Regions from separate parts of the Arachis hypogaea genome. Here region 2 is linked to region 1. A link is a contact called in public Hi-C data. All regions are on one chromosome and are shown on one strand. Each heading gives the region's core, a stretch centred on a gene start, on an enhancer-like site or on the middle of the called end of the contact. The rest is flanking DNA. Distances are from core to core; before and after follow the strand shown.

Region 1 (6,090 bases), core at 3,477-5,976:
AAAGCACTAAAAGAGGTCGGAGATGGTAGTGAAGGTGTTTGAAATGCTTTCACGGCTTCACGTAAACTCCAAATCGGCGGTTAGAGTATTCGTAAGAGAAAAGATATTTTATAAAAGCACTTTTATTTTATTAACATGTGAAAAAATAGAATTGAAATTAATGCATTAAAATATTGAGAATTTTGAATTTATAGAAAAATGAGAAAAAACTGGTGAAATGATTACTTTGTTGCACGGCATTCAATTTTAGGGACTAAAATGAGTTACTTAATGCAAAGTAGGGGACTCATTTGGTGCATCTACAATGATGGCATAATGGACGACACGTGGACGAATACTGTTGCGGCACGTGGCATAAACGGACACGTGGCCAAATAACATTGTGATACGTGGCACAACCATCCACATCAGCATGCCACGTGTCACTTACAGTCCACGTTATCAAGCCATGTCATCACGCCGTTAATGAAAAATGGGTCACGGACTAATATGGTGCACTTTTGTCAATCTCATGGACGTAATTAGTGTAATTGAAATCTCAGGGACGATTTTAGTGCACGACGTCAATCTCAGGGACTATTTTGGGATTTAACTCGATGAGATTGGATGAGATGTAAATAGTATTGTGGCCTCTAAATAACTATTTATAGAATTTTAAATCTCTGCCATTCAATACCCTATGTTGTTGCCGTGCGTCAAGTCAGCATACCTTCGAATCTTCATAATCATTTTCTAAAATCAACAAAAAAAATTGAATCCTAAAAAATAAAAATGGATTAATTTTTTTGTAGAATTATTTTTTTATTTTATTTTTAAAAAAATTAAATGGGATAATGTAGTGGCCAGTGGGTGAATTTAGATATTAAACGTGAGTGATGACTTGGTGATAGAAGAATGAAATGAAAAAAAGAAAATGGAATGGAATAAGGATAATTATAAATGACAATAATAGATTAGTATTTTTTAAAAATTTAACTATTAATTGAATAAATAAATTATTGACTAAATCTTTGGATTATTTTATCAAATGAATTATATTTTTTAAAATATTTTATCAAAAACAAATATAAAAATTTGTTTTTGTCAAAACTTCGAATATTTTAGATGCTAAAATAATTTATTTAGTGTACAGATCAAATTTCATATAGATTTATAAATACTCTTTTTTATTACATTTCTTTTTTGACATGTGTTGCCTCTTTTGCACAGTGGTGCAGGAAATTTAAGCATCTAACTATAATGGAAACAGAAAAAGCTGTGAAGAATAGTGTTTTTAAATTGAAGTTTTTTTTTTCTTTGTTTTATGATGTTTTAAAACTTTTGAAAAATTTTTTCATATTTTTTATATGTTAAGATAATATTTTTTTATTAATTGCTTGAACTACTATTTCATATAAATTATGGTCTTGTCAATTATATTTTATTTAAAATAATTAATTTGTACAAAATATAGCACTTTTAAATAAGAATATAAAAAATTATATCATATATTAATATTTGTATAACTGAATTCTTTAAAAAATATAAAAAAATAAAAAAATGATTTTATATCTTTCATCAATTAAAAAGTTTATTTTTGTTATAATATTTATGATAGAAAAAACAAATTTATTTTTTATCTTTTTTTTCTAGAAAATTAACTTTTTATTTTTGTTATCATATTAATTTCTTCTTTCTTGATTAAATGCCCACACACGTATACACACATGCGCGCGCGCGCGCGCACACACACATATATATATATATATATATATATATATATATATACCGCATAACTATTAATTAAAAAACAAGATTCTTATCAAAATTCAAAACTTATAAAAAAAATTAATCGAGATAATTCAAGTCAGTTTAAATGATAACTATTTCAATCATATTATTGATATATTTAAAATTTATATATTAAAATTAATTTATACATGTAAATAGTACCTAAAATATTTTTATATAAAAAAATTAAAATTTATTAAATACTTTAATATATTAAATTATTTAATATGATTAATACCTTTAAATATTTAAAGAATTTATTTAAATTTCTATAATTAATGAAATGGTGTTCAGTCTTATTCTTCTCTTAGATGCTCCAAGTCGAATCTTAAATAGGCAACATAAAACTAAATCGAATTAGGGTGTTAATAATGTAAATTAATCTTAGTAAATTAAATTGGAGTAATTCGATTTACTATTATAAATTAAATTGGGCTGTTTCAATTTTTTATGACCAAAATCCTAGATTTTTAAAAGCGAAGTACTATTTCTTCTATACTATTAAATTGAATTGATTTAATTTAATTTACATAGATTTAAGCTTTTGAGTATAAAAAGAATTTGTATGATTCTATTTATGTGTATACGTGCAAATTGAACTTAGCTTATTTAATTTACAAAAATTCAAATAGGATAGATGTATAATCAAACTCCAATAAAAGACATATGTGTAATTTTATTTGAATTTCAATCATTTGTTAAGGTAAATTATCTTTTATGTTTCATATCCACATAACTTTTTTTAAAAACACGTTATCTTTGTGATGGATTTAGAATTTTTTACTTCAAAGTTATTAAAAAAATTCTTAACAAAATTAAAATAAACTTTATAACAAAAAAATCTTAAAAAAAAATACAATATTAAATATATTATTTTATTTCTATCAAATATCAATGTCTCATCTCATTTCATTATAAAATTAATATAATAAAAAATTGTCAAATTAAAAGACTCATTCCTTCCAAAAAAAGTATATAGTTCCATTCTAACTCGATTCAAAAATTAAATTATTGATATTTTTTCTTAAAACGTATGTAAATTCAATTGTATTACACATATAATAAAATAAAAGAAATCATATATAAGCGTATATATAATATTTTTTATAAAAGAAAATAGATCTTATTTATTATTAAATAAATATAAAAAATATTTTTGTCTGATACTTGTGTAACAGAAAAAATATTAAAAAACTCATAAATTGAAAAATAAAAAATTACTTTCTTTTAATTTTATCTTAAAATTGCAATTCACTTCAATATATTCTAAAAGAGTAAAGGTGATAAAAGTAACTTAATTCTAGGGATATCAACGAGATAGGGTGGGTGCGGGGATGCCTTCCTACTCCCCCATTTTTGCCTCTAGATTTACTCTCCATTTCTGTTTCCATTTTCTATTATAAAAGAAAATTATTCTCTATCCCCATTCTTCACAGGGTCCTATTCTCCCAAGGACCCCATTCTCTATCTCTTTGATAATTTTAACTAATTATTAATTTTCATAGAAATAGAGATAAAAGTATACATCCTATACAAAACGCCAAGATTTTGTACAAAAAGTCAAAACGACAAGATAGTAACTTTTTTCAAAATGATGCAGTAGGGGACGCCATGACAAGCCAGAGCACAAAGCAGTGAACGAGGTGGGGGATACGACAGCAGAGAAAAGAATGAATACGATGACAGAGTTGTGAAAATGAATGCCATGAATATAGAGAACGACGTGGTGAGGGTGATGGAATGGTGAGGGCATACAATGTGGTGAGACGGGAGAGTGGTGAGGGAGTGGAGGTTGGATGGAGTATAGACGACGCTAGGGATCTATGAATTGAAGAAGAGTTATGCAAATAAGGATTTAGAATTTTGGGTCTTTATATATATATATGGAATGTGAAATGACTAAAAAACATATATGAGAAATAAACTATTAAGGACAATTAAGTAAATTTGTGAATTTCGGAGTTAGCGGGGACGGGGCGGGAATCCCCGTTCGAGTTTTCGCGCCTGTCTCGGGAGAGTTTTGCTCCTCATCCCCATTCCCGCGGAGAAAATCCCCTACAGTCGGATCTCTATTCGAGGCAGTCCCTACAAAGATTCCCGAGTCTCGGGGAATTTTGCCATTCCTACCTAATTCTAATATGCTTTTATTACTACAAACTTTTTTTTGTCCTTTTTCGGTGGAACCCCTCATCTTTAGGGTTTTATTTCTCCACCTAATTTTATTAACAAAAAAACTCCTTCACTTTAAATTCACATGTATAAATACTAAGAAAAAGTCAAATCGTTTATTCTAATTCAAAACAGTTCCACTCCCTTTAAAAAGAATACATCACTGACATTGTAAAAAAAGAGGCCTAGTCCGATAACATTAAGGAGCTCATGCACATCGTATCCTCGTTGACAATAAGACGGCTGACTACAAATGAAGAATGCAAACCCAAAAAACTTACTACAGTAGAACTTGCTCTCTCATGGAAGACACTAGGAACACGTGTCATCCATAAGACCATCTCTGTATATCTACACAACGTTACATCTTTACAGTAGAATTCACCATCTATAATAATCGAAAAAAAAGAAAATGATTATGAAAATTCGAAAATACGTTGATTTCACGCGAACCGCAACAACATAGGGTATTAGGTGGGAGGACTTAGAATTTTATAAATAGCAATGTTTTAAAAATCAGATCGAATCAACCGGTCGAATTGGTTTAACATAAAACCGAAGTGAAAAGTGGTTCGATCCTCCTCTTAAAACCATCATTTTCTATACCGTTAAAAAATTGTTGAACCGGAACGAAAACCAACGGATTCTTAAAAGATGCGCGTTTTCATTTAAAACAAAAAAAAAATAAACAAAAAAAAAACCCACCCACAGTCCCCCACCGCCCCACCGCCCCACGCGAGTCTATCACTCGGATATATATAACACCCCCTACCCCCAAAAAACACCAAACACCCCTCCTTCGAAACACGCACTGTCACACTCAAGCCCTAAGGTTCCAAACCTAAAACCCAGCTTCGTCAACGGAACCGCCGCCGCCGTCCGTAGTTGTCGGCGTCTTCGCGGCCTCCTCCTTCCCCTGTCCCAAATCCATACGGCCAGACCTTCTCTTTGTCTGCTCAGACGCGCTTCCGCCGCCGTTTGTTTGCCGTTCACGTTCGCCTCTTCGTTCAGCCGTCGTCTTCCTTCGCGTTCTTCGCCGTTCGCGGTCGCTCGGCGTTCACCGTTCGCGTTCACTCGCCGTTCACTGTTCGAGTTCGCATTATAGCGTTCGTCTGGAAGCCACGTTGCTCTCCTTCAAACTCTGCGACCAACCCGCGCGCTCCACCTAGCTGTCGAAATTGCTCTCTTTTGTCGCCCGCCGTGAGTTCCCTAAACCCTCACCAATACTCTGCTTCAAACTCTGCAACTTCTGATTTCTATTACAACAAGGAACTATTTGATTTGGTAGTGGTTTGGATTTTTTTTTCCATAGATTATACAATTGTTACGTTCTCTTCTCTATCACATTGATATTAAGTTTTGAATTCTCTTATTTCGTTTTAATTTTACTGCACTCAACATGTTTGATGAAATGCTTTAACAATAATTCTGGTTGGTTTTATAATTTCTAGCTTTTAGAAACTTAGTAAGTTGATTGCATGTGAAATTAAGAATAATTGGATCTTAGTAATTAGGAAAGTTTAGGTGCACAAATAGCATCTCTGTGGAAAACATATTAGCATGATGATTCCATTTGCATTAGTTTAACTGTTAATTTGCTAATTGTTCTTGTGTTGTTGTTCTGTTGTTTTTCTTTTATCTTTAATTTTTTTCTTGGTTTAAGCTGTGATTGAAGGTTCTTTGGTTTGGGTATTCTTCACTTTCCTGTAAGCTTATCTTTTAATTCTTTGAGCATACACGTATCAAATCATTGTTTTCAGCAATGGTGATTTTTAGATATTTTTTTGGGTTGCTTCGTTTTTAAATGTTCCTATTGCTGTTGTTGTGTTTTTGCTGTGATTTAAATGTTCTTTTGATTTTTTTTTATTTTTTTTTCCCGAATGACCAGTCAGTGCTTGGTTGATTGGTTTTGCTCACTGATTGTATTTGATGATAAATTTTAAATTGATAACTCTATTACAGCCTTACTGTCTGTTTCTGTTGTTAAATTTTATTAAAGTTTCTTGAATTTGCACTGCCTATGTTATTGATTCACTGTGCCTTCATTGCTCTTTTTTATGTTGTTAATCATTGTGATGAGCTTTGTTAATCTTGAATTTGTTAATCTTTCTTGATTTTTCACTGTTCTAACTTCTGTTCTTATTAAAAAAT
Region 2 (6,157 bases), core at 2,822-5,321, 400 kb before region 1:
CTCTTTCATTTTTTATTTTAAATTTAGTTTGTGATTGAATCTAGAGAAATTACTACGAGGGTCTTTTTCTCAGTTTCGTAAATGCTAATTATTGTTTGGAAATGCTGTTAATTAATATTGATTAGTTTCTTAAGGCATTCTTGTTTCTTTAACCTGATGAGATTTTTTATTTTTATTCTTTTACATGTCTAGAACTATGGCTGGTAAAGCTGAAGGTAGTGATCACAGGGAGCCAGTTAATGAACAAGCAGTTGCAAATATATATGCGGCAATGAGGTCTGAACTCAACCAAATTCACTCGAAAATCACCGAGCTGGAAATGGAAGTTAGCGAGCACTCGCTGGTAGTTAATGCCATTCAGCCGCTCGATCCCTCTAGGCGATGCTATCGAATGATTGGGGGTGTTCTGGTCGAGAGAACTGTGAAGGAGGTCTTGCCTGCGGTGCTGCGCAACAAAGAGGGACTCGAAGAAGTTATTAGCAGGCTCAATGAAGCATTGGAAAAGAAGAAAAAGGAGATTGTTGAGTTTGAGGCTAAATATAAAATCAGGATAAGGAAAGCTGATGCAGAGGTGAAGGATGAATCCGGTAGGAAGGAAGGCACCGCTCAAGGCGTTCTTGTTGGCCCTGCAGGTGGAAGTGAAGCATAGATCAGGTCTGAGAATGTTAGCATGTAGTCTTCTTTACTCTTGTACTTTAACATGTTGTGGTGTTCTGATTTGTTTGTGAGGATTGGCTTAAATAACAAATGTTACATCTTTTGATCTTCTTTTGAGCAAGTCTTTTGTAAGAAACTGTTCTTAGACATGTTCTCATGTAGGATTTGACTGCAAGTACATATGATATGATTAGTAATTGCTTCAGCTATTTCTGATGTTGTCTGTCACAAATCATTTATATAAGTACCCATTTCTTTAAGTTTCGTTTTTGAGGAATTAGAAAGAACAGTAATCTAGTGTAGAAATAATCTTGTGTGCAAAGATGAAGCCTACCTTGATGAAATGTTGAAATGCTTAATGTGTTTCGTGCGCATAATTATAGGCTCTATAACTGTGTTTGGGTACCTAATGATAAATGGAATGGGGTGAATGAAGTGGAATAAAATTACAATTAAAGGAAGGTAATGGAATGAAGATGATTTCATATATCCTTGATTTGAGAAATAAGCAACTCCTTCGTCCTTCCATATTCAAGGTGCAATTGTGCAACAGGAGATTTTGCTTGATGTATCTCTTGAGCAAGCATTGGTTATACAAGAGTACTTTGGGTACACCCTCCAAATTTTGTTTAGCTATGAAAGCCAGGTTGTAAATTGTGTTTCTCGCAATATCAAACCCATGTCCTCTTGAATTTTTTTTGGGACTACATAGGCAAGTTCTGTATGAAGCTATAGTTTGAAGATAATTCCGAGTGAGGAGTCGAAGCAACCAATAGAGCGGTGGCGGAGCTTTAAGACATTTTTTGGTGGGCAAAAATTTTTTAACATAAAAATTATATAATAATATTTATATTAAAATAAAATGTATAAATGTAATTATTTTTAGGTTTATTATTAATATGACAATAAATAAATAGTTATATAGACAGATTATAAAATACTTTAGAAATAATTGATGATCTTGTCATCTCGCTTGTAAGACTCGCTTGCAGCATAAAACTTCATATTCGCATGTTTAAAAGATTTATATTCTAGAGGAAAGGTTTTGGACGATGTTTTTGTTTTAAGTACTATTTTAATCATTTCTTTTCCTTTTTTCTTTTTTATTTTTGGTAAAAAAATAGATTTCAATCTTTTAGAAAATTGAAAAATAATTGTGGGACACTCCCAATTAGACTACCTCTCTTTTCTCTTCCACTGTCCCTCCACAGTCTCACCTTGACAAATTGTTAAACCACAGGAAAAATTAACAATAAAAATGAACTATATGTAAACTAAAATGTGTATCGTATTATTGGATTTTTTAATAAATAATTTAATTATTTTATTTATCGAAATATATATTTATAATATATTTATCAATTTGCATCACATGACTTATCTTTTTTATATTGTAAATGAAATAATTATAAATGTATTTTGTTTATCGAAATAAGTAAGTTTTACTTTGCATTAAAATCATCTAGCATACAATAAAAAATACGGTCATGTAAATGGAATTTTACATTCGATAATAATACCCAAATTGAAATTTGATCCTAAATAGTAAATAGTCTAATATGAAATTGGATGGACACTAATAATTTGTTTAGATATGGAAAATAAAATAAAATTAAAAAAATGAAAAGAGAAAAAAATAAAAGAAAATGTAAAGTTATTTGTGTGTTGTTTGGATAAAAAAAATGAATAAAAAAAATAGAGATTTTTTTTGTTTGGATGAAAAAAATAAAAAAAATCATAATGATATAAAATTACATTAATATCTTTATAATAAAATAAAGTATAAATATTTTTATTTATTTATGTTTTATTTCATTTTATGAATATTATAAAATGTTATAATTTTACATATATGATTTAAATTTTTTATGTAATACATATATAATGTTTAAATGTAAATTTTTATTATAATAATATATTAAAATTATTAAAATTAAATTTATATTGATCATTATTAATAATAATATAATTATAGAACTTGTTTGGGTAAGTTTTTAAGAAAAGATATTTTTTTGAGTCATCTTTTTTAAAAAGATTTTTTGGAAAAGTAAAAAAAAAAATTATATTTGGATATGTTATGCAAAAATATCTTTTTATCTATCTATCAATTATGTTTGGGTATAACAATATAAAAGTATTTTTTTGTTTATTTATTATGTAAAAAATATCTTTTTAAAAAAATAAAGATCTTTTAAAAAAAAGATATAATGGGCTTGTTTGGACGCCATTTTAAAAAAATAAAAGTGATTTTATATTTAAATATCTCATGTAAAAAGATTTTTTTATTTATCAATTATATTTGGGTAAAATAAAAATTATTTTTTTATTCATTTATTATGTGAAAAATATCTTTTTTTTAAGAAAAACATTTTTAAAAAATATAAATTGTAACTTCTCAATTTTTTTTTTAAATTTTTCTAGTACTTTTATTTTTACTATTAGAAATTTGATAAATACAATAAAAAATATTTTTCATTGAAAATTTTTTTTTAATCGATTTAATGATATCCAAATAAATATAAATTATAACTTCTTAAAAAAGATTTTTTTTTCTAAAATTTTTATTTTTACTTCTAAAAATTTACCAAATATACTAAAAAATAAAAAAAAATTATTGAAAAAAAAGTCTTTTTTTATCAACTTTATAATACTTAAACAAACACTATAAATAATATTGTAAATACACAAACAATAATATTTTTTTCTTATTTTCTTACTTGTAATGGATGGAAATTTGTTTTGATAAAACCCACATACAAATTTTTCTTCCTTCCCAACTTCTTTAACATCCAAAAAAAATTTTTTTTTATTCATTTTCCTTTCCTCCTTTTTCTTCTCTCTTATTTTTCCTTAAACTAAGGATAGTGTAAGGAAAGTTGGTGCTCTTCCATTTTGTATTGTCATTTGTGAGCATTGGGCACACAACACACCAATGATTTTTCTTGTTGCTAATGCCGCGTAATCTTACACCGAATATCCACAACCGCATCGTTGACAACTCCCTCCATTCTATCATTAATCATTGGATTTATCACTCATCCCTTTTTCTAAATCAGCTATTAAAATAAATGACTAATATAAAATATATATTAAAATATAAATATATATTAAAAATAAATTAAATTATACATATATTTATATATAAATATATTAATAATTTATTTTAATAATTAATTTTAGTATATAAATAATATTTTTTGATGAATTAATAGTATAAAATATTTTATAAAATTGTTTAATTATATATATTTTTTTAAATAACTATTCACAAAATTAATAAAAAAATAATTATTTTTATTGATATGATGTAAAGTAATTAAAAATATGTATAAAACTGTTTTATATTTATAATATATTAAAATTAAATTTAATATTTAAAAGATGATATCATCTTTCTCTTTTCAAAAATTAAAAAAAAGAAAAAAGATAAAGTGATCTTTCTAATAACAGTAACCTTTAGCCAAACAAACGCCTCTTAAATCTGAATGATATCTTAACCCAATTTTGTTCCCCATCATCAACCACATTAAAGTAACACAACAACAGATTCAAGAAACACCAACTAGAGACATGTCTGGTTCTTCAACATGTGGCATAATAAACCTCGTGTGAACTGCAACAATTTCTCTTATTAAAGAAACACTAAATCCCTTGTGTCCTTACTTTGCTTCCGCTGACTTTGCTCTTTCACATACACACGCTCTCTCTCTCTCTCAGATATTTTTTCAATATAAAATCCCTCCAAACTTCCCAATTCATTGATCTCAGAAAAGAGCTTCAGTATTTCTGGCACTCCAATTGAGAAAAGAATCGAACTTGGAATTTTCCCAGAGACATAACCATGGAGAACGGTGATGGGTCCCCTCAGGGTCCGGTTACATGCGGGTCGTGGATACGGAGGCCCGACAACCTTAATCAGGTTGTTATTGGAAGGTCAAGGCGCGGAAGTTCTTGCCCTTCTCTGCTTCAAATTTTCTCCTTTGATCCCAAAACCACTTCTTTGTCTTCCAAACCTCTGGTATTCCCCCCACACCTTTTCTCAAAATATGTTCCATATGACTATGTATATATATATGTTGTATATATTTGTTGATAACACTAAATGAGTATATATTTGTATATGAATTACTTGTTTGAAGAATGAATATGTTGAAGATTTTAAGCCGAAGAATTATTGTGGAGAATTTGTGTTGTTGAGAACTGTTTTATGTGTTGACTTTGTGGTTTCATGAATTCATGTGAAGTCTGAGAGGAGATTTTGTTCTAATTAGCTTTTTTGGTTGATATTTTTTTTTCTTAATTTAATTTTCAGACCACATTTGTGTTTGAAGCAGTGGATGGTGATCCAGTTGCTATTGCTGTCCATCCCAGTGGGGACGATTTTGTGTGCTCTCTCAGCAATGGTAGCTGCAAGTAAGTGTCTTTACTTATGAGCTTCGAGATTTAAACTATTATCTGAATTTATTGGTTGAAAAGTTCTTTAATGATTTATCTCAATTTTGCATTTCATAGTTGCAGTTACTGTCACTTTCAATAATCTCACAATCAGAATTCCGATACCTTATATCAATTTACCATACTATTTTGATGGTTTCTTGTTCTAGTTTCCTTGGAGTAGGGGAATGCTTGACAATAGCCATAGTTGCTTCTTAAGCATGATTAGCTTATATTTCACTTTTAGTTAACTGAGAAATCAAATATAAGTCGACGTATTTCTATGTGCTCATGCAGATTGTTTGAGCTGTATGGTAATGAAACAAAAATGAAGCTGTTGGCCAAAGAACTGGCCCCTCTGCAGAACATCGGTTCTCAAAACTGCATTACTTTTAGTGTTGATGGATCTAAATTTGCCACCGGTGGGTCAGTAAGTATCACTTTGAAATCCATTGAGTTCAATTGTGTTTCTTTGTTGTGTGGCATTTCTAGCGTTCGTTTCTAGAGTTTGATCTTGTATGTTTGAATTCTGTCTGGAACAAGTACAGGACGGGCATATCAGAATTATGGAGTGGCCTAGCATGAACAACATTTTGGATGAACCAAGAGCACACAAATCTGTGCGGGATATGGATTTCAGGTAGGAATACTCAACGAGTCAAACGGATGCATTAACCCTTGCAACCAGTAGAATAGCAATTAAAACTTGATTAGTAGCTAGTGAAATCTTATTTGGAGTTCATCCCATGTGGTTCATTTTTTGTGCATGTTCAGCCTTACCATTGATAATTTGATTATTCAGATATTTTTTTAACAAGTCTAATATAGTTTCATAATAAATATCTTATTCCCAATACTGATAGTAGAGCCAATTACTGACACTAATTACAAGATATATTTCCCAGTTTAATTTGCACTTTAATACATTACTTTCAGCATTGGAAAAGTATTGCTAGCTGAAGGTAGCTGTCGTACCAGCTAGTTTGAAAAACCATTTTTGTTGTTGAATTTGTTCTTGGACATAAAATAGTTATGTTCATCTCTTAAATTGCTTGGTTGTACTTGT

Evidence for each region. A called contact is a pair of places that touch in the nucleus more often than the background predicts.
Region 2: a contact with region 1 is called in a Hi-C map of leaf, with 10 times the contacts expected there. The contact joins the promoter of LOC112711524 here to the promoter of LOC112711505 in region 1. A contact is called at or near these places in 2 of 8 Hi-C or Micro-C datasets (leaf and an unstated tissue).

The regions. Positions count from the first base shown.
Region 1 is chr9:106,100,725-106,106,814 of arahy.Tifrunner.gnm2.J5K5, reverse strand. It overlaps LOC112711505 (polyadenylation and cleavage factor homolog 4), which reads left to right and starts at 4,726. Exons shown (of 7, transcript XM_025764177.3): 1 at 4,726-5,139.
Region 2 is chr9:106,500,031-106,506,187 of arahy.Tifrunner.gnm2.J5K5, reverse strand. It overlaps LOC112711524 (SEC12-like protein 1), which reads left to right and starts at 4,071. Exons shown (of 10, transcript XM_025764200.3): 1 at 4,071-4,675; 2 at 4,970-5,070; 3 at 5,389-5,521; 4 at 5,640-5,731. The coding sequence starts at 4,499. LOC112711525 (prefoldin subunit 2) reads left to right here. Exons shown (of 3, transcript XM_025764201.2): 3 at 193-866. The coding sequence starts at 197. The coding sequence ends at 649.